Linked DNA regions of Mus musculus: all the other regions are linked to region 4. The links are chromatin contacts, called in public HiChIP or PLAC-seq and promoter capture Hi-C maps. All regions are on one chromosome and are shown on one strand. Each heading gives the region's core, a stretch centred on a gene start, on an enhancer-like site or on the middle of the called end of the contact. The rest is flanking DNA. Distances are from core to core; before and after follow the strand shown. Region 1 holds the start of Opn5 (opsin 5). Region 2 holds the start of Cd2ap (CD2-associated protein). Region 3 holds the start of Ptchd4 (patched domain containing 4). Region 4 holds the start of 9130008F23Rik (RIKEN cDNA 9130008F23 gene). Region 5 has its middle 21 kb from the start of Ptchd4. Region 6 overlaps Opn5 (opsin 5).

Evidence for each region. Promoter capture Hi-C pulls out the DNA fragments that hold promoters and counts their contacts. HiChIP or PLAC-seq counts read pairs in DNA pulled down with a chosen protein or histone mark.
Region 1: a promoter capture Hi-C map of liver shows a contact between it and region 4, with 8 times the contacts expected there. The contact joins the promoter of Opn5 here to the promoter of 9130008F23Rik in region 4. A contact is called at or near these places in 11 of 39 promoter capture datasets (the 3T3-L1 cell line, the HPC-7 cell line, cranial neural crest and 7 more) and 2 of 115 datasets of contacts at active chromatin or transcription factors (acute myeloid leukemia and embryonic stem cells).
Region 2: a contact with region 4 is called in an HNF4G HiChIP or PLAC-seq map of pancreatic cancer cells. The contact joins the promoter of Cd2ap here to the promoter of 9130008F23Rik in region 4. A contact is called at or near these places in 9 of 39 promoter capture datasets (the 3T3-L1 cell line, the C10 cell line, the HPC-7 cell line and 5 more) and 10 of 115 datasets of contacts at active chromatin or transcription factors (embryonic limb bud, embryonic stem cells, epiblast stem cells and 4 more).
Region 3: a promoter capture Hi-C map of embryonic stem cells shows a contact between it and region 4. The contact joins the promoter of Ptchd4 here to the promoter of 9130008F23Rik in region 4. A contact is called at or near these places in 6 of 39 promoter capture datasets (cranial neural crest, embryonic stem cells, hippocampal neurons and 1 more) and 3 of 115 datasets of contacts at active chromatin or transcription factors (the NIH/3T3 cell line, astrocytes and stem cell-derived neural progenitor cells).
Region 5: a contact with region 4 is called in a promoter capture Hi-C map of trophoblast stem cells, with 6 times the contacts expected there. The contact joins the enhancer-like site here to the promoter of 9130008F23Rik in region 4. A contact is called at or near these places in 5 of 39 promoter capture datasets (the 3T3-L1 cell line, cranial neural crest, frontonasal cranial neural crest and 1 more) and 1 of 115 datasets of contacts at active chromatin or transcription factors (embryonic stem cells).
Region 6: a contact with region 4 is called in a promoter capture Hi-C map of cranial neural crest. The contact joins the enhancer-like site here to the promoter of 9130008F23Rik in region 4. A contact is called at or near these places in 7 of 39 promoter capture datasets (the 3T3-L1 cell line, the C10 cell line, the HPC-7 cell line and 3 more) and 2 of 115 datasets of contacts at active chromatin or transcription factors (stem cell-derived neural progenitor cells and vascular smooth muscle cells).

What each region holds. Positions count from the first base shown.
Region 1 is chr17:42,609,899-42,612,598 of GRCm38.p6, reverse strand. It overlaps Opn5 (opsin 5), which reads left to right and starts at 1,286. Exons shown (of 7, transcript NM_181753.4): 1 at 1,286-1,419. The coding sequence starts at 1,290.
Region 2 is chr17:42,874,974-42,877,673 of GRCm38.p6, reverse strand. Cd2ap (CD2-associated protein) reads left to right here and starts at 1,250. Exons shown (of 18, transcript NM_009847.3): 1 at 1,250-1,361. The coding sequence starts at 1,358.
Region 3 is chr17:42,315,315-42,318,014 of GRCm38.p6, reverse strand. Ptchd4 (patched domain containing 4) reads right to left here and starts at 1,415. Exons shown (of 3, transcript NM_001355270.1): 1 at 775-1,415. The coding sequence starts at 1,374.
Region 4 is chr17:40,879,165-40,881,864 of GRCm38.p6, reverse strand. 9130008F23Rik (RIKEN cDNA 9130008F23 gene) reads left to right here and starts at 1,307. Exons shown (of 2, transcript NM_027834.3): 1 at 1,307-2,085. The coding sequence starts at 1,329. The coding sequence ends at 1,874.
Region 5 is chr17:42,294,366-42,297,065 of GRCm38.p6, reverse strand. No RefSeq gene overlaps it. Among named protein-coding and RNA genes, the nearest start is that of Ptchd4, 21 kb to the left of the region's middle. Within about 2 kb of position 1,300, at least 15 of the 459 cell types and tissues checked have an H3K27ac peak or open chromatin away from gene starts, as enhancers often do. A contact at or near this core is called in trophoblast stem cells, where this site is marked.
Region 6 is chr17:42,575,848-42,578,547 of GRCm38.p6, reverse strand. It overlaps Opn5 (opsin 5), which reads left to right. Exons shown (of 7, transcript NM_181753.4): 6 at 2,252-2,309. Among named protein-coding and RNA genes, the nearest start is that of Opn5, 34 kb to the left of the region's middle. Within about 2 kb of position 1,422, at least 44 of the 459 cell types and tissues checked have an H3K27ac peak or open chromatin away from gene starts, as enhancers often do. A contact at or near this core is called in vascular smooth muscle cells, where this site is marked.

The DNA of each region.
Region 1 (2,700 bases), core at 37-2,536, 1.7 Mb before region 4:
TGTCTCTGTATGCATGTGTGTCTGCATATTTATCTGTGCATGCATGTGTGTGAGTGTCTCTCTGTGGTGTGTGTGTATGTGTGTGTGTGTGTGGTAAGTGCCAATGCCTAAAGTCAGAGGTGCCAGACCCTCCTGGAGCTGTAGATACAGGTGGCTGTGAGCCACCCAGTCTGGGTTCTGGGGCAAACTCAGCTCCTCTGTAAGCATGTTGTGTTCTCTTAGTCACTGATACAGCTCTCCAGTCCTTAATTATTTTTTAAAAAAGATTTGTTTATTTATTTTATGCACGCGAGTACGCTGTTGTTCTCTTCAAACACACCAGACAAAGGCATTGGATCCCACGACGGATTGATTGGTTATGTAGTTGTTGGGAATTGAACTCAGGACCTATGGAAGAGCAGCCAGTGTTCTTATCCACTGAGCCATCTTCCCAGCCCCCAGCCCTTAGTTATATACATACATACACACAGACACAGACACAAACACACACACACACACAAACATTTATTCTTTGAGAATTTTTTCATTTTTTTTAAACACACTAAGTCTAATTTGTGTTGCCCATTGTGTTGAGTTTAAGTTGCAGGACCACTTACTGGACCATAATTAACCTACCAGAGGCCACATCCCCAAAGAAAACTGACTCTCCTTCCTATCGAAGCAGATAACTGCTCCTTAGCTATGGATGGAAGCTGGTGTGCCCCTCCCCTTCCCCACTCATCAACAGCCTTAAATCTTAGGTTAACCCTGTCAATCTCTGACCTCTTAGCTTCATTTCATGAAGTGTCCATGTCCGTGTGCCCTGAACACTCTTTCTTTCCTTAGCTCACCATGCCTGTTAAGAATGGAGAAAGCTTGGGCTATCTTGGGATGCTGTGTTCTGGCAAGTCAGTGTGCAGTGTCCACATTTCTCACTGTGGGTTTTCTTACGTCAGAGCTCTACAAAGTTTGCTAGGGAGCAATAGGACAAACTAGTTTTCAACCTTTTATTCACTGGGGGAGGTGTGAAAAGCCGCAGAGGCAGCCTGAGGAGAAGATGCAGGCTTGTCTAGACTGCAAATTGAACAACTGCGTGTTGGTGTATTTACGTCATTTAAGAAAAAAACAAAACAAAACAAAACAACGGTGAACATCTCTCCACTAGGTACCAATCACCTGTGGGACCCTGGAGTTTGCCTTTTGTTTTATGGAAAGAGATGCATTTGTGAGCGGATTCACGGACTTGTTATTCCGTCTGTTGAGATCTCTGCTGATTTGCTTCACAGACTCCTGGGGGGTGTGAGACCAGCATGGCCTTGAACCACACTGCCCTACCTCAGGATGAGCGCCTGCCCCACTATCTTCGAGACGAGGACCCTTTTGCTTCCAAACTTTCCTGGGAAGCGGATTTAGTGGCTGGCTTTTACCTAACAATAATCGGTAAGCTTCCTTAATGCTTCTGTGTCAGAGGCTGCATTGAGAGAATTCATAGGCTGTATTGATTTTGCACAAATGATTCTGATAAGTACGTGGGTATTAGCAGAGGTGGAGAAGGTGAATTGGCATTGTGACAGTCAATCAATGTTTCATAAAAAAATGACTGTTGCTCTCATTAGGGATAAATATTCTATTAATAATCCAAAGAACATTCATAGTGAATTCTTTATCTCAAAGCTACTTCATTTGGTCACTTGATTACTAGGTTTGATTTCTGGCTATCAAAAGAGTGATAATTGATAATTTTTCTGTTTTAAAAAGAATGGCTCTTAGACACCATCTACTTTAGCTTCATTTTCTCATAAATGAGGGAACTCTGGCCCAATATAACAGTGACAGTGAACACTGCTTTATAAGTTGCACCTCAGTCCTATGAAGATAAAAATTATTCTGGTGATCAATGAAATTCCACACTTTGGTGAAAAGAGTTTTTGTGTATAACTCACACAGGGTTGAATCTGCCTTATGTTAGACTGTATTGTTCAAACTGGCAGCCACCCATGGCTCCTGAGTGGACAAACTGTTACCTTTCAAATGAGCAGATTGTAGTGAAAATGCACGCCTCCTATTGAAGGCTTAGTACTTGGAAAATAATGTACAAACATCTTACTGATATTTTGAAATATGAAATGTCCATTGAACTCATAATTTCTGGATTATGAGTTTATGGATTAGATTTATACATAATTTATGGATTAGTAGATTAAGTATTAAATTATTAAAACTAATTTTCTTTTGTGCTTTTATGCTGCTTAATGTGGCTACCAGAAAAAAAACCCAGCAACATATGTATAGCTCACATTTCTGGTTTATATTTCTACTGAATTGCACAATGCAATTTTGCACCAATGACATTTTGTCTGGGCGTGGTGGCATGTTTTTTAACCCTAGCATTTGAGAGTCAGAGGCAGGCAGATCTCTATGAACTCCAGGCCAAACTGGTCTACATAAAATTCCGGGCCAGCCAGGGCTAAATTGTAGCACTGTCTTTAAATATTTACCACATTTCTTTAATTTAAAGTTGCTATATTAAATTTGGGTGAGCTGCGTGCAGGTGGGTTCTATCTTTAGGTTTATGTGTCTTTAATATTTCAGATGTTGGTTCCAGCCTGCTTTCTCAACCTTTCTTTCTCTCCCTCCTTTCTTTGTTTCTTCCACTCTCCCTCCCTCCCTTTTTCTCTTCCCCTCCCTCTCTCATCTGTTTATGACTGGTGAAGAATTTCA
Region 2 (2,700 bases), core at 1-2,500, 2.0 Mb before region 4:
CTTGTTCTACACTGTAAATAAACATTTCTTTTAACACATTAACTGCTAAAGCTCCAGTCAGGTTCATTCACCCAGGGACCTACAAAAAAATAAACGGCAGAGCTGAGTTTCAGAGACCCAAGTCGGCCTGGTTCCAACGGGCAAAGCAGTTTAAGTGTCCGGTAGCTGTGAGAATTCAAAGGCGTAATTTCTTGAAAAAAAAAAAAAAAACAAAAAACCAACACTAGGCACAATAGTTGGCAGTCAACACGTTGCTCCCCCATACTTGCTCAGGCCTTGAAGTTGACTTTTTCAAATAGGAGGGGAGGAAAATTAAGGTCATATTAATTAAATTTGTCAATAAGTTGAAGAAAGCTCGTGTTTGATTACAATAATCCTACGCCGGCCTTCATATTGACTCTAGAGGAAAAAAAAAATAATGCCTGGCAATGTTTCAAACCACGATGCCTAATTTAGAACGATTTCTATTTCAAAAGAGGGTGTAGGAAGTCATCTTTGGCCAACAAGAGACTCAAGGAATACAATAATGTATGCCTATGAAAAATTCACTGCGTTTCTCACCCACCCCAAAGAAAAACATTGCTTTTGACCCGCAGGGAACTCTGTAGGTGAACTGTGGGGTCCCCACATTTGCGGGGGGGGGAAGGGGACCCCGCCTTGAACTTCGAAGTTCTCGCTCCCATAGCTGTTCTCTTTTAGATCTCTCACAAGCGACACCTTTGCAAAAAAAAAAAATAAATAAAAAAGAAAGAAAAAAGAAAGTGGGGTAACCGGGGCTCATTTTGCAGAACCCCTTTGGTATCTGTATGGGCCGGGCAGCCAGCTGTGTCGTACACCCCAGGGAGACCAAGTGCCCGCAGCCCGCCACACCTGGAGGATGGTGGCGCGCGCCCCCGCGTGACGTCACCGCACCTGGCACCAGCTGCCGGAGCCTGGGTGGCGCGCGCGGGGGCCGCAGGGGGCGTGGCCGGGAATCCCAGATCGTTCTCGCGAGATTTCGCCCCAGCCGGGTCCCGACTCTCTTCACACTGGGCCCGTGGCTTGCCACCGCGTTCTCGAGCGTGGCGCGCTCCGCCTCCGAGGGAGCGGGTGCGGGCTGACCGTGCGAGACCCCGCCAAGTGCCTCAGCCAGCTGCGAGCGGAAGCGGCCCGGGAGCGTGGCTGAGTGCGCCCTGTGCTCAGGCGCGGACCCCGTTCTCCACCCCCCCTCCCACCCCCGCCTGCCGGGGCTGCGGCCGAGGCCGGGCGTGAGGAGCGGCCAAGCGCGCCGCGGGCGGATGGAGTCGCTTCCCCGCCGCGCCTGAGCCGGTGCACAGAAGGGGCCGCGGGGCCGCGCTCTCCCCGCCAGAGCCGCAGCATGGGTAAGCACTACCGCGCCGGCCACTGGGCTCCTCGCACGCGGGTCGGCTCCAATCGGGCTCTCCCCTCGTCGGTCCTTGTGCGGGACAGCGGGGCTCGAACCCGTGACCCGTTGCCCTGCGCCCTCTGGGAGCCCCTGACTTCCATGGGGGAGGGCGATCGCGAACTTGAGAAAGTGGCACTTGCAGCTCTGCTACTCGGTGGCTTGGTACAGATTGGTTTAAAAAAGAATGCACTCACACCCCCACATCTACTATGCACGCGCACACACACACACACACACACACACACACACACACACACACACACAGACATTTTGTCATAGAGAATTGGAAGCACAGGAAGAAACTTAATTCTCTTTGCGATCGGCTGGGCTTTTTGGCAGTGATTTGTGACTTCTCTCCCCTTCCTCTTTTCGTGGGTCAGTTTTTTGAAATCGTTTTTCCTGGTATTCGTCGTCTGCCTTGTCAGGTGTGTTGGCACCTAGCAGCGCGGCGAATTTCCTCCTCCTGAGGACTGGGTTAGGGGTTCGGTTATTCTAGGATTCCCAGTTGGAACCTCTGGAGGAGCTGTTTGCTGTTTCCTGTTTGGAGGGAGACTTCCTTCTTGGAGGCGAGCAAAAGTACCGGGGCCACAAGGTTGTTTTTCTGTGCGTTCTTCAGGTTTTCGTTTGGAGTCAGAGAGAGAGAGAGCAAGCGTCGCAGCGGACTTCTTTGAAAAGGAGTTTTGTTCAGTGGTGTAACAGTTCTTTTGATAAGTTGCGTCTGGGCTAGACACGAGCTCCCTCGAATGGTTATAATTTAAAAGTAAAGTAAAAGTATGTTTCTCCCCCGCCCCCCCGCCCCCAGCTTGGTGTTACCACAAGGCAAAAAGTGTAAGACCAGTATTTGGTTTTGTGGTATAAATCAGAAAGACATTATCACGTTCTCACTCCAGAGTCGATGCTGCTTAAAACCATTACTGAAATTAATAATTCAGGAAACTAGCGGATGATTTAGAAGCCCAACAAAAACAGGAGCTCTGCTGATGTGGCACCCCGTGCCCACACTTTGTTTTGTGGGAGACAAATTTAGCTAGTGTTTACAGACACTGGCTATTCTGTTTTCTTAGAGCTTCTAATTTTATTCTCCCTCCGCTTCCCTCCTGCTTTGTGTACCTTTTATACACCAAGTGCTTTTTGACTCAGGAGACAAACATTTGCTGTTAGGGACTTTGAAATGAATTCCTTTCCACTTGATTAGTTGAGTTTACGGGGTAATTGCAGGCTTATTCTAAAGCATCAAAAGCTAGCTTAACTGATTGGGATGAAAAGCTAAAATTAAGTATACAATTCTTATCTGT
Region 3 (2,700 bases), core at 166-2,665, 1.4 Mb before region 4:
TTGTACTTTCTGCTGCTTGTGGACTTTTTTCCCCCTTCCTTTCTGTTACTTGGCAGCTTAGCTATAATCGATCTTCTTTGGGTTTGGGATGTTTCATGGGAAAGGAAGGGCATACTAAGTAAACTAAAGTATCCATTAAACAGGTATCCCTCTTCAGATTCATAGAAAACCCTCACTGCCTTTGCTATGCACACACACACACACACACACACACACACACACACACACACAGAGAGAGAGAGTTCCTGGAATCCCTGACACATTCATAACCCACAGACATAACCATAGGGCAGCAAAATTCCATGACCGTCCCAGTCAAAAATCAAGCCAGGCTGAAGATGCAAAAAGGTGGAGATGATACCAGGTGGATGTGTAATCAGTAATAAGAAATACATTGAGCCCCGATATGAAAAGAAATCCCCCAGTTGTTCAGGACCCCCCCTCCCCCTTCCATCCACAGATTTATTAACCCTGAACAAAGATGTAACTGCAGGGTCTCAGAAACTTTTCTTTTTCTTTTTCTTTTTTTTTTCTTTTTTTTCTTTTTTTTTTGGCATTTGATTTGGCTTTGAATTTCTTCTTATCTAGTTATGCTATTCATTGCCCATTTTCTTTGCTCAGTTGCCCATCATGTCCGTTCCACCCCTCCAGAAATGAAAGAAGCCTTAGCTTCTGAGTCTTAAGGATGAGACCTCTGCATTTTCTTTGCTTGTTTAGGGCAAGAAATGAAGTGCCGCCTCTTTTAAGTGGCTGAAGCATGCAGGAAGAGCATACCTTTAATTTAGTGTTGGGATACCTTACTTGCACCCTGGCTGTTGTCTTATTGGAGACGGCAGCCTGCCTGAGATCCTCTAGCACTGAAATAATATCATCCAGCACGCATTTCTTATCCTGATTTCTCAACACACACAGATGGGAAAAAGTATAATTATAGCCCTTGTGGTTCACCTTCATTTCCATCACGGCTCGGTGGGTCTGCAGAATCCCCTCAGCCTGGAGCAAAATATTGTCCCCGGGTGAGGAGAGGAGGATCACCCTGCCATACCTCCCAGGGGTGTGTAAGTCCGAATAGAGCTGGCTTTTGGACTGGTCCAGGGGGAAAAGGCTGCTGGCTAGGCTGCGCTCGATCTTGGCCAGGCTGTGGCTGGGAGCAACCAGGCGCTCCAGGTCGCCCTCGGTCTGGAAGCGGTTGAGCGCGCTGAGGCCGAAGGTGATGGTCAGGACTGCCGGCACGGTGAGGAAAAAGACCGGGTGCCGGCTCACGCATAAGCCCAGCCTGTGGCAGAATGACTGGAGCCCTCTGCGAAGCACCTGCCGCAGCATCCTCCACCAGATCCAGCTCGCAGGCGCTCCCGGCCGTCTTAAAAAGCACATGTGACATGTGTAAGCGCTGGGGCTACCCCTCTCTCCCCCATCCCATTCCCTCAAGGGATCAACACCCCCTCCGTCACCCCCCTCTGCTGCCGCCTCCTCCCCGCCCCCTCCCCGCGCACACCCCGCAACCGCTCCGCCCGGTCTTCCCCGGGCCCCACCTCCATGCGCTCTTACTACTCTTTCAAACACTGCAGCAAGTTGCAGCAAGGCCGGCAAGTCTCGGGAGCGCGCGTGGGGGCCGGACGGCGGGCGCTGCGGGGAGTGGCGCCCTCCCTCCCCCGGTGTCCCCGGCCTCCCCGCGCCCTGGCTGGCCGCGCGCGCTGCCTCTCACCGCATGAGCCGCGTCCACTCGCTCTAGCCCTTTTTCATGTCGCTGCTGCAGTCCCCCGGCTTCCCTCGCTGGAGGTGGCGGTTCTGTGCCGAGCGTCCCACAGATGTGGATTTCCTCTCGGTCTCGATGGGGTTCGGTGTCTAACTGGGACCATGTGCCTCGCGGTGTTGTAAGAAGCAGACATGTGCCCCGTGGCGCGGAGAGAGGGCGGGAGTAGAAGAAGGGGGGTAGTGGTGGTGGCAGCAAAGCTTTTCTCTTTTTAAGATGCTGACAGTTATTTTTAGAGTTTTGTTTTCCTTGTCCTCCGGGCTGGAATGAATGGGAGACGTAAAGGGTGAAGGCGCTGCTGGCCCATTGGAGCAGGGGCCATCAGAACCTAGGAGGGAGTGGCTCCACGCCTCCTCCAGGGGGCAGATTTCAAGCTCCTCTTAATGCCCCGTGCCCTCGAATTCTGTCTTTTGGCCAAAGAAAAGGGAGCAGAGAGGATGATGCTGCATTTTTAACATTCCACAAAGCATGCGAGGGCTTTCCTTGCAACACTTTCCAGGCTGCCTGGCCACACACTGGTCCCCTGAGCTGAGGCCTGCCAGAGATCCCAGACTACACTGGAGCCTGGGTCTCTCTGGATTGCTTTCTTGCTCTGGAGGTTGGGAAGGAAACACTTGGTTGGTGTTTGTGTGTGTGTGTGTGTGTGTGTGTGTGTGTGTGTGTGTGTGTGTGTGTGTGTTTGTGCCAGGCAATGTGGCTTCTTCCTAAGTGTTACACACATGTTCTTTGAGGATTCAGGACCTAACACTGGCTTCCGCCTCCTCTCTGTATCTCATCCCCTGCTCCATTCCCTCGCTCCCTGCTCAACTCCTACCACACCCCTGTCCACGTACCACAGACACTTCAGGACATAGAGTTGAGGCTAATTCTCTTCTGTCAGACACAGTGGACAGTTTTGCCCAAAGAAAGGGAGCTAGGTAAGCAGGGGGGCAACATACTGCAGATCT
Region 4 (2,700 bases), core at 58-2,557:
CATGTAAGAGCAGAAATACTCACAATCATGGCTAAATCATTTTGCTAAACCAGACAGGAAAACAGCATTTTCCAGTAAAACAAACAGCTACTACCAAGGATGGACTGGAACGGACACATAAGAGTCTTTTCTCCTATTGACTAGTGTTCTCCATGAACTTCAGGCATAGACTATTGTGGCATAGGCATATCCATAAGCTTAGAGGTAAATGCACACATAGGAACATATGTATGTGTTTGTTATCATGAGATTAAAAGGGAAGCTCATGTCGAATGGGAGGGGGACCTACAAAGGCACAAGAACGTAAACTCTGAAGCGCCTTTTAGTGATTTGTTCTTGTTTGTTTTGGTTCTGTTCTAGAAGTTTGTTTCAAGTCAAAGCACTAGGCCCCTTTTCCAGACATGTGATGATGACAACTAAAACACAGACAAAGGTGACCCCTGTCCCCACAGATCCTAGTGTTCCAAAGCAAAAGTATGAACTCACAGCCCTGTTCCCTAAGACTTGAACTGTTCCAGGAATGATCCTGAGAGATCATTCCATAGACCTAGAGGTACCATAGAGGATGGAAGGATTTAAAGTGGACAGGAAATCTTTTCTAGCACACATTCTTGCTGGGGAAGTGGGCTTTCCAAGGAGTTCAAGGACAGTCAAGCTAGCCAGTGAGTCCCAGGCCAACCAGCACTACAGCTTGAGACCTTTTCTCAAATGAAAAAGTATTCTTTTCAGAAGACTTTAATTAAATCAGATGATTAAAAACCAAACGAATGTTGCCTGGTAGTGGTGCAAGCCTTTAATCCCAGCATTCAGAGGCAGAGGCTGGCAGATCTCTGTGAGTTCCAGGCTAGCATGGTCTACAGGGTGGATACTAGGGGCTATACAGAGAAACGGTCTCAAAAAGTAAAATAAAATAAAAATTTAAAAATAAAAATCAAGCTTACTTGTTCCTTCATGCTTAAACAGCCGCAGATACAAAATAAGAAATAATGCTTTGAGAATTTGGGAAGGTCATTAGCACCCATACTTTCAGTTTTGGAAAAAAAAGAATGGAGACCTCACTAGGCAGTTTGGGCTGGAGCCAAATATATCATAAAAGAATCGCGGCTAAGTCCTAGGGATGGGAAAAGAGGATCTAAGACTGTGTTTGAAGTGGGTGGAGATCAATAAGGTCTAAAGACTGAAAGTAAACCAAGATAGGAGGCGGAAATTCGCAGTGTGGCCTCAGGCTGCTCCTCTAGTCAGTGCCTCGCTCAAGCCACACCCAGTGCTTGCACCGCCCTCCGAGTTTAGCTGGAGTTTTCCTCCCAGAACTGAAGAAACGTGGACGCATGAACTATCTACCCTCCGGGATGGAGCTGGGCAGACCCCAAGGGCGCTCTGAGTGCTCTCCGCGCCGGGAGGGGTGTGGGCCACCCTTGGATTCTGGCTCCCCTAATCCTGCGCTGGCGGAGGCGGGAAGTGCCCAATCAATAGCAAGTGGGAACTTGAGAAAGCAGAAGGGAAAGAATTTGGATTGCCAGTCCTGGGTCAGAGAGAAAGTGCTCTTTCTTCTGCACCCGGAGAGGTGGTTGGGAACACAGGCGGACTCTGCTTGCGCAGGGCTGGTGGACAGCGAGAACCTTCCCCCGACGATTGGAGACCACTACGATTCCAAACGGAAACCAAAGCTTTCCCGCAGGCGCATTGCCACGGCCCCGGGGGCCCAGCCCGAGGACCCCGAAAACACACCCAGGTCCCTGTTGGTGCGGGTCGTGGATTACCAGGTGACACAGGAGGTGCTGTGGACCGCATGGACCAAGGGGAGTATGACCACGAGGACCGAGGAGCGTTCTGTGACCGCAGTCACCTTTCGGACACAGAGGGAGAGGGAGTGACACAGCTTATGGGGCACCGGAGCCACAGCCAAACCCCTATCCTATCGCCAAGGACCTGATGCTCGAAGGACGTTAAACACACAGATCTCTGGAGCCTGAGAAATGTTCCAGGACAGTGGTTGCGGGGGAAAATGCTTGAAGAACAAATTTTAAGCTGCTTGAGATGTTCTCTGTGGCTTGAGTGTCTCACAATGATTAAGGAGAAGAAAAGGTATTCTTTTGTTTGTTTGTTTGTTTGTTTGTTTACATTGGTGGTAAATGGGAGTTTGAAAGCGCAAAACTTTAGTCAGTTTGCTTGTTGGCATTTTGATAGCTACTTGAGTTGTCTGTCTGCATCCCTCGTTCCCGTTGAGCGGCCAAAAGCAGAAGTTTGAGGTCTTCTCTTTGGGATGTGTGGTGTGTAGAGTGGATGTAGAGAGGGTCTTTGTTTTGAAATCCATAAAGAACATTTTTTTTTTTTTAACGGAAAACAAAATGATAAGGAGGTGAAGCAAAATGTTTCTAGTACTCTACTGGTGTGCAGTTTCTATTCTGGTCCATCATATTTCCATGTTAAGAAGAAAAGGAGTGAGGCAAAGAGAGACTGGGGCACTTTGGTAGGTTGATCTGTGCTTTGCTCGTAAAATGCAATTTAACAGGGCTTTATTGCAGAGGGCATCTTACTTAGCTTACGATTTAATAAGAAAGGTAGACATGTTGTATGCAAGATGTCATAAATGGTTATATTCCCTATTCTTTTTTTTTCTTTTCTTTCTATTAGATATTTTATTTACCCTTCTAAGATTTATAGTTAAGGACTGGAAAGATGGCTCTGTGGTTTTAAGAG
Region 5 (2,700 bases), core at 51-2,550, 1.4 Mb before region 4:
TTACAGTAACAGAAAAGTTCGTAATACAAATGCTGTTTAGTTTTAAGGCATGGAAGAAATAAAGGCATGAGTTCTTTAAAAATAATCTGATAACTGTTCCTCTAATTTAAAATACCAAATCCAGTCTCATCATATATACCTCTTCCTATTATTATCTGTCAGTTTTCAGGATAAAATAATTTTGGAGAAGATGGAAGCTGGCCATGAAGAGACTGCCAGTCCCTGACTCTGCATGATGGGGAGCTCACCACAGGAGCTTTGCATCTATTCTGAAGAAAAAGAGAGAGCAGCACTGATGTTGAAATGCAATTAATTAACCATCTCATAGGTTAGGGGTATTTTCAAACACTTGAGTCCTTATAAACCATAGAAGAGTGTCTTGTGCCTACAATATTTTACCACAAATTTAATGACTGTATAATGATATATGCTATTATATCATATACACTTTATATAATATATTGAATATATTATATATTGTTGTATATATTTTATACAATATGTATTGTATAGTGAATGAATAATACTACATAATGATAGGGCCAACAAGAATTGATATGAGAGCACACATAGAAAAATATTAACTCAAAGTTTATAGCTGGAGAAGGTAAGGAAAATAATTCAAACTGAATCTGAGGAAAAAATAGTTTTTGACAAAAATGGGTTGAAAGGGAAAGAACAACCCCAAATAAAACTTGTTTTAGCTGAGTCATTATTCAGTTTCATTGTTCCATGTGTGAGTGGTAGTATTATGGTTCCTATAAAGACCTAATACAGGGAAATGAAGGGGTGAGTCATGGCTAGCAACAATGGGAAGAATCTGCTCGAGGGAACTTATTTAGAAGACTGTGGACATTTTCTCCTGGGCTGATGAATTACAAGAAGAAAGGGGAAATAGGGTTACATTACAGACAAAAATGGAGAGGTACTGAGATCAATTAGAAGACAGGAAGGTTGACAAAGGCCTCATTGTGTACTGTGTAATGTAATCAAGTAAGGACAGCAAGGGCAGAACACTAGAACACGTTGGGACCTGAGCAATCAAAAATTGACTTTCTTTCTCTACATATTTCAGGCTTTATCTTTTCAAATCCTTCCTTTCTAAGAGATATGACTAAATCTAGGAATTTAGATCTGAAAAGACAGCAAAGGGAAAGAATTCTGATTTATAGGCTGAGGCTCTATCAGGAAAATAACACAAATGTTCACAGAGAATTCTATGACCAACATTAAATATAAAAGGTAAATATGGTCTTTCCATGACATCACAGTAGGGTGTAGCAAGAAGGGACTTTAGAGATTCTTATTGAGATGCATAATAGCATGGTTGTATCCCTAATTGCTTCATTCTATACTGAGTGCAGGAGTCAAAGGCAAAAGCTTCCACTTTCAAAAGAAAACAGGTACATAAAATGGTAGAAAGGCAAACTAAAAATATGGATAGAACTTGTGTTAGTGATTGCCTGGAGAATGACACAGGGTAGGATGTACTAGTATGAGTCACCAGGAACATTTTTTTCATGGAGAAGCTCATTATCTTCTTTTTCCCCAGTGCTGTGGACTAAACAGGAAGCCTTGTGCTTGCTAAGCAAACAATCTTCCTCTGCGCTAAATCTTGATGTGTTGCTGACACGTGCACATGTCAAAACAGCAAATTTCTCACTCTCTCTCTCTCTTTCTTTCTTTCCCTCTCTCTTTCTCTCTCCGTCCCTCCCTCCCTCCCTCCCTCTCTCTCTCTTTCTCTCTCTCTCTCTTTCTCTCTCTCTCTCTCTCTCTCTCTTGTACACACACACACACACACACACACACACACACACACACACACACACACCACAGTCCACAGTGAAACCGATTTTAAAAGAGGGCAATATGTATGGTATTAAATCTACTGCGTGCAAAATGTGTATTAGTTTTGGCAAATGCATCCTTGGATCGCACTTAAGAATGTCTGACTCTTTAAAACCGGTCGTTCTTTTTATGCCAAACAGAGAAAATAAATTGTAATGATGGCTACCAAAGAATACAACTGTTCCACTTCAATGAAGCATGGAGTTCTGCAGTTCATTGGTCCAACAGAAAAGGTTATGCACTTGTTGATGCTAAATATCCGATCATGAAATTAGAATTCATATATCCCACAAAATGGTAATAAAAATATGCTACATTTCACACACTAGAAAAGATGAAGTTACTAAAAATACTTACAATATCTTTTTGCTCATTCTGTACAAGATTTCGAGGATTCAAAGGTACGTAGGATGTGGTCTCTTCTCCCTGGAAGCTTGAGACAGATGATAGATTGATACATATTGAGGAAAATAAGCAAATAAATAAGAGATGCCTGGAATCTCACAAGAGTGCCAGGAAAAGAATGAGGTAGAGCGTAGAGGATAGACGCTCACCTGAGGACCACAGAGATGACATTTCTATTGGTTCTTGAGAAAGAAATGTTTTAACAGTGACAAGACGGTAGAGGTTGACTACTAAAGAACTGTACAGAATACAAGCACAGAAAAGAACACAGTGTATGGGATGTGTCATAAAATTCATTTTGCTCAGAAGAGAGGGCAAACACAGGGAAATAAGTCTGAAGTCAGTTTTGATGATTGTTTCTTTTGATATGCTGCTGAAAAAAATCTACTTGGGAATGGAGAGGATTTTCTTTCCACTTTACAACTGTCAGATCACACTCCATCACTA
Region 6 (2,700 bases), core at 173-2,672, 1.7 Mb before region 4:
CAGCCTTTGGTAGTCTCTGTGTGGTCAGCCTTTGGTAGTCTCTGTGTGGTCAGCCTTTGGTAGTCTCTGTGTGGTCAGCCTTTGGTAGTCTCTGTGTGGTCAGCCTTTGGTAGTCTCTGTGTGGTCAGCCTTTGGTAGTCTCTGTGTGGTCAGCCTTTGGTAGTCTCTGTGTGCACAGCAGTTTCCCATAGTCTGACTACTGAAAGGCAAATTAGTTGCTTAAATCCTAAGGATGAGATGAGTTGATAATAGGAAGTTGTAATAACTGAAGGAAAGGATGTGTGGGGAAGGCCGATGTGACCACTATGGATGGGCGGCCTTTCACACTGTTAGTAGTTCATGTCTTCTCTTTGGAAATGAACAGCTAAATCCAAATACAAACAAGTGTCTCTTCAGGAAGCAATAAAGCTTTGCCCTTATTAGCCCTTGAGTTTTTATTGTGAATGCAGGTAGGGAGAATAGAGAGAATCATGTTCACAGAGAATTTTGGGAGACAGTAACGGGGCACTTCTTTATTTAAAAATGAGAACATGACAGGGACCGCTAGAAGCACATTTCACCTAACTCAGAATTTTGCGACAGACTAGTTCTGTGATTTGCACGTTTATTCACAAGTGTGAACAGCACATAAATATTTAGCATCCAGCAAGGGAAAGAGGGACAGAAAGTGACTTTGGGCCACAAGGCTTTAGGAAACTCAGTCAAGCAAGAGACAGCTCAGTTTGCTTGTTCTCATTAAATATTTATATGAAATACAGTGACTGTTTTTCTGAATAGGACTAAGGCTGGTTCATTCCCCCCCAGTTTCTGCTTCCTTTGGGGAAGCTGGCATTGGGGCTGAGGCAGTGAAGAGACTCTGGATTCTACAGGCTGAAGCGGCTCTCAGGAAACCATTTTGAAGAGGTGTTGAGCTGTAGGCTTTAAAAGGGTCTGTTCCAGAGTAGAGCAGATGGGTGGAAGGTGGCTATCAGAGTTTATCTTATAAATAAAGAGAATAAAATGAATTCTTGTTTATCTTTGTTCTTAAGAGGCTACGTGCTCCTAGGGTGACAGGAAGTGAGGTGACGCCAGTTCAGGGCAAGTCACTGGCCTGAAATGAGGTTAACTGAGGATATCTTTGCTCCTTCTGTTTCTGGGATCTGAACTGGATTTGCTTTGAAGAAGAAAACCATTGAATTCAAATAGAAAAGCTACTGGATCGAATGCGAGGTTGTGAAAATAAATTTTGAGTTAATTTGAACAGTCCCAGCAAAGTAAAACGGAACTTTCCCTTTCCACAGCCAAGCTCCCCGAAGTTTTGGCAGAAGGTAATGAGTCAGTCAAAAAACAAAACAGACCCTAAAATCCCTAACATAGAGAAGACTCCTACTTGAAACGACACAGCACTCTTCACTCGGGTGTCTACATGTAGCCTCTTGTGGCTGAGTAGTGGAGTTATCCCAGGAACTCTGAAAACCTCACCAGCAGAGACTGGCTTTTCACTGGTCCAGGCTGTACTGGTGTTTCAGCCTTTTGACTGACCGACTCTCTCTCCCAGGTGGTTCTCATTACAGCCGTGTTTGGAAGATGATAAAAAGAGGCTGAGGAGGGAGCGCTGGCAATGGAGGGCAGAGTTACAGTTCTTTGCTCGCAGAGACCTATGAGGTCATCTGTGGCTGCTGACAGGAGAAATAGACTTCATATGCTTGCACAGAAAACAATATCCAAAGACTCAGTGGGCTGTGCTATATGGGATGGAGGCCTTTCATGTTTCGAATACTTCAGATGGTTGAGGCCCAAGGGAAAACAACACCCTAAATCCTGGGATGCCTGTTAACCATTAAGTCTCCTTGACTGCCCTAATTTGCAGGCTGCATTTCCAGATGAATGAGTGCAATGAATTACAGCTTTTATATCACAGGGAATGAGCTGCAAAGTGGAGGCCTGTATGTGTAAAGCTTTGCCCAAGAGATACTTTTCTTTTCATTTTGAATATTCTGAATTATTAGTTTTCTTCTCCTTTAAGCTGAACTCTTATGTTGATAGTCTTTTTCCCCCAACAAGTTTTTTTTTATACTACTTTATATGAAATAGGTTTTTAAAAAACTTTTATACATGTATACAATACATTTAGGTCACACCTGCTCCCCCAGGCTCCTCCGAATAAGTGGTAACAGTAGTTAAGGTGACATGATAATATGTGCTCATGCACATACATACATGTACATGTGTCTGTCTATATGCATTTTCATGTCTCTCCTTTTCTTTCCAGGCTGCATACTGTAACCGCAGTCAGGAAGTCTTCTGCTGTGCTGGAGATCCATCCAGAGGTATGAAGATGGACACAGCATCACTCATGGACACACTTTTTCACATCCTTGCCTCTCCACTCTTCCTAACATTCAATTGTGGCCTCACTCTTGCCTTTATATTATATTTTTATATTTTGTATATTTCCCCTCTTTTTCTCGAATCCAGGGTTTGTTAGGAAATTGCAAATGGAAACTAGGCTAGGACTTTCTGAATATTAGGAAGGACATCTTTGATATTCTCTTTTCCTTATGATAAACCTATCCTTATGCCAAACAGGATTTGCCTGAGATATTAAGAAAATGTTTACAAGTTTTATTTATTAGGTATTATTTTTACTTTTACCATCCTGACATCTTTTTTTATCATTAACACATTGCCATCATATCATTACCTCCTCCTTCTCCCGCT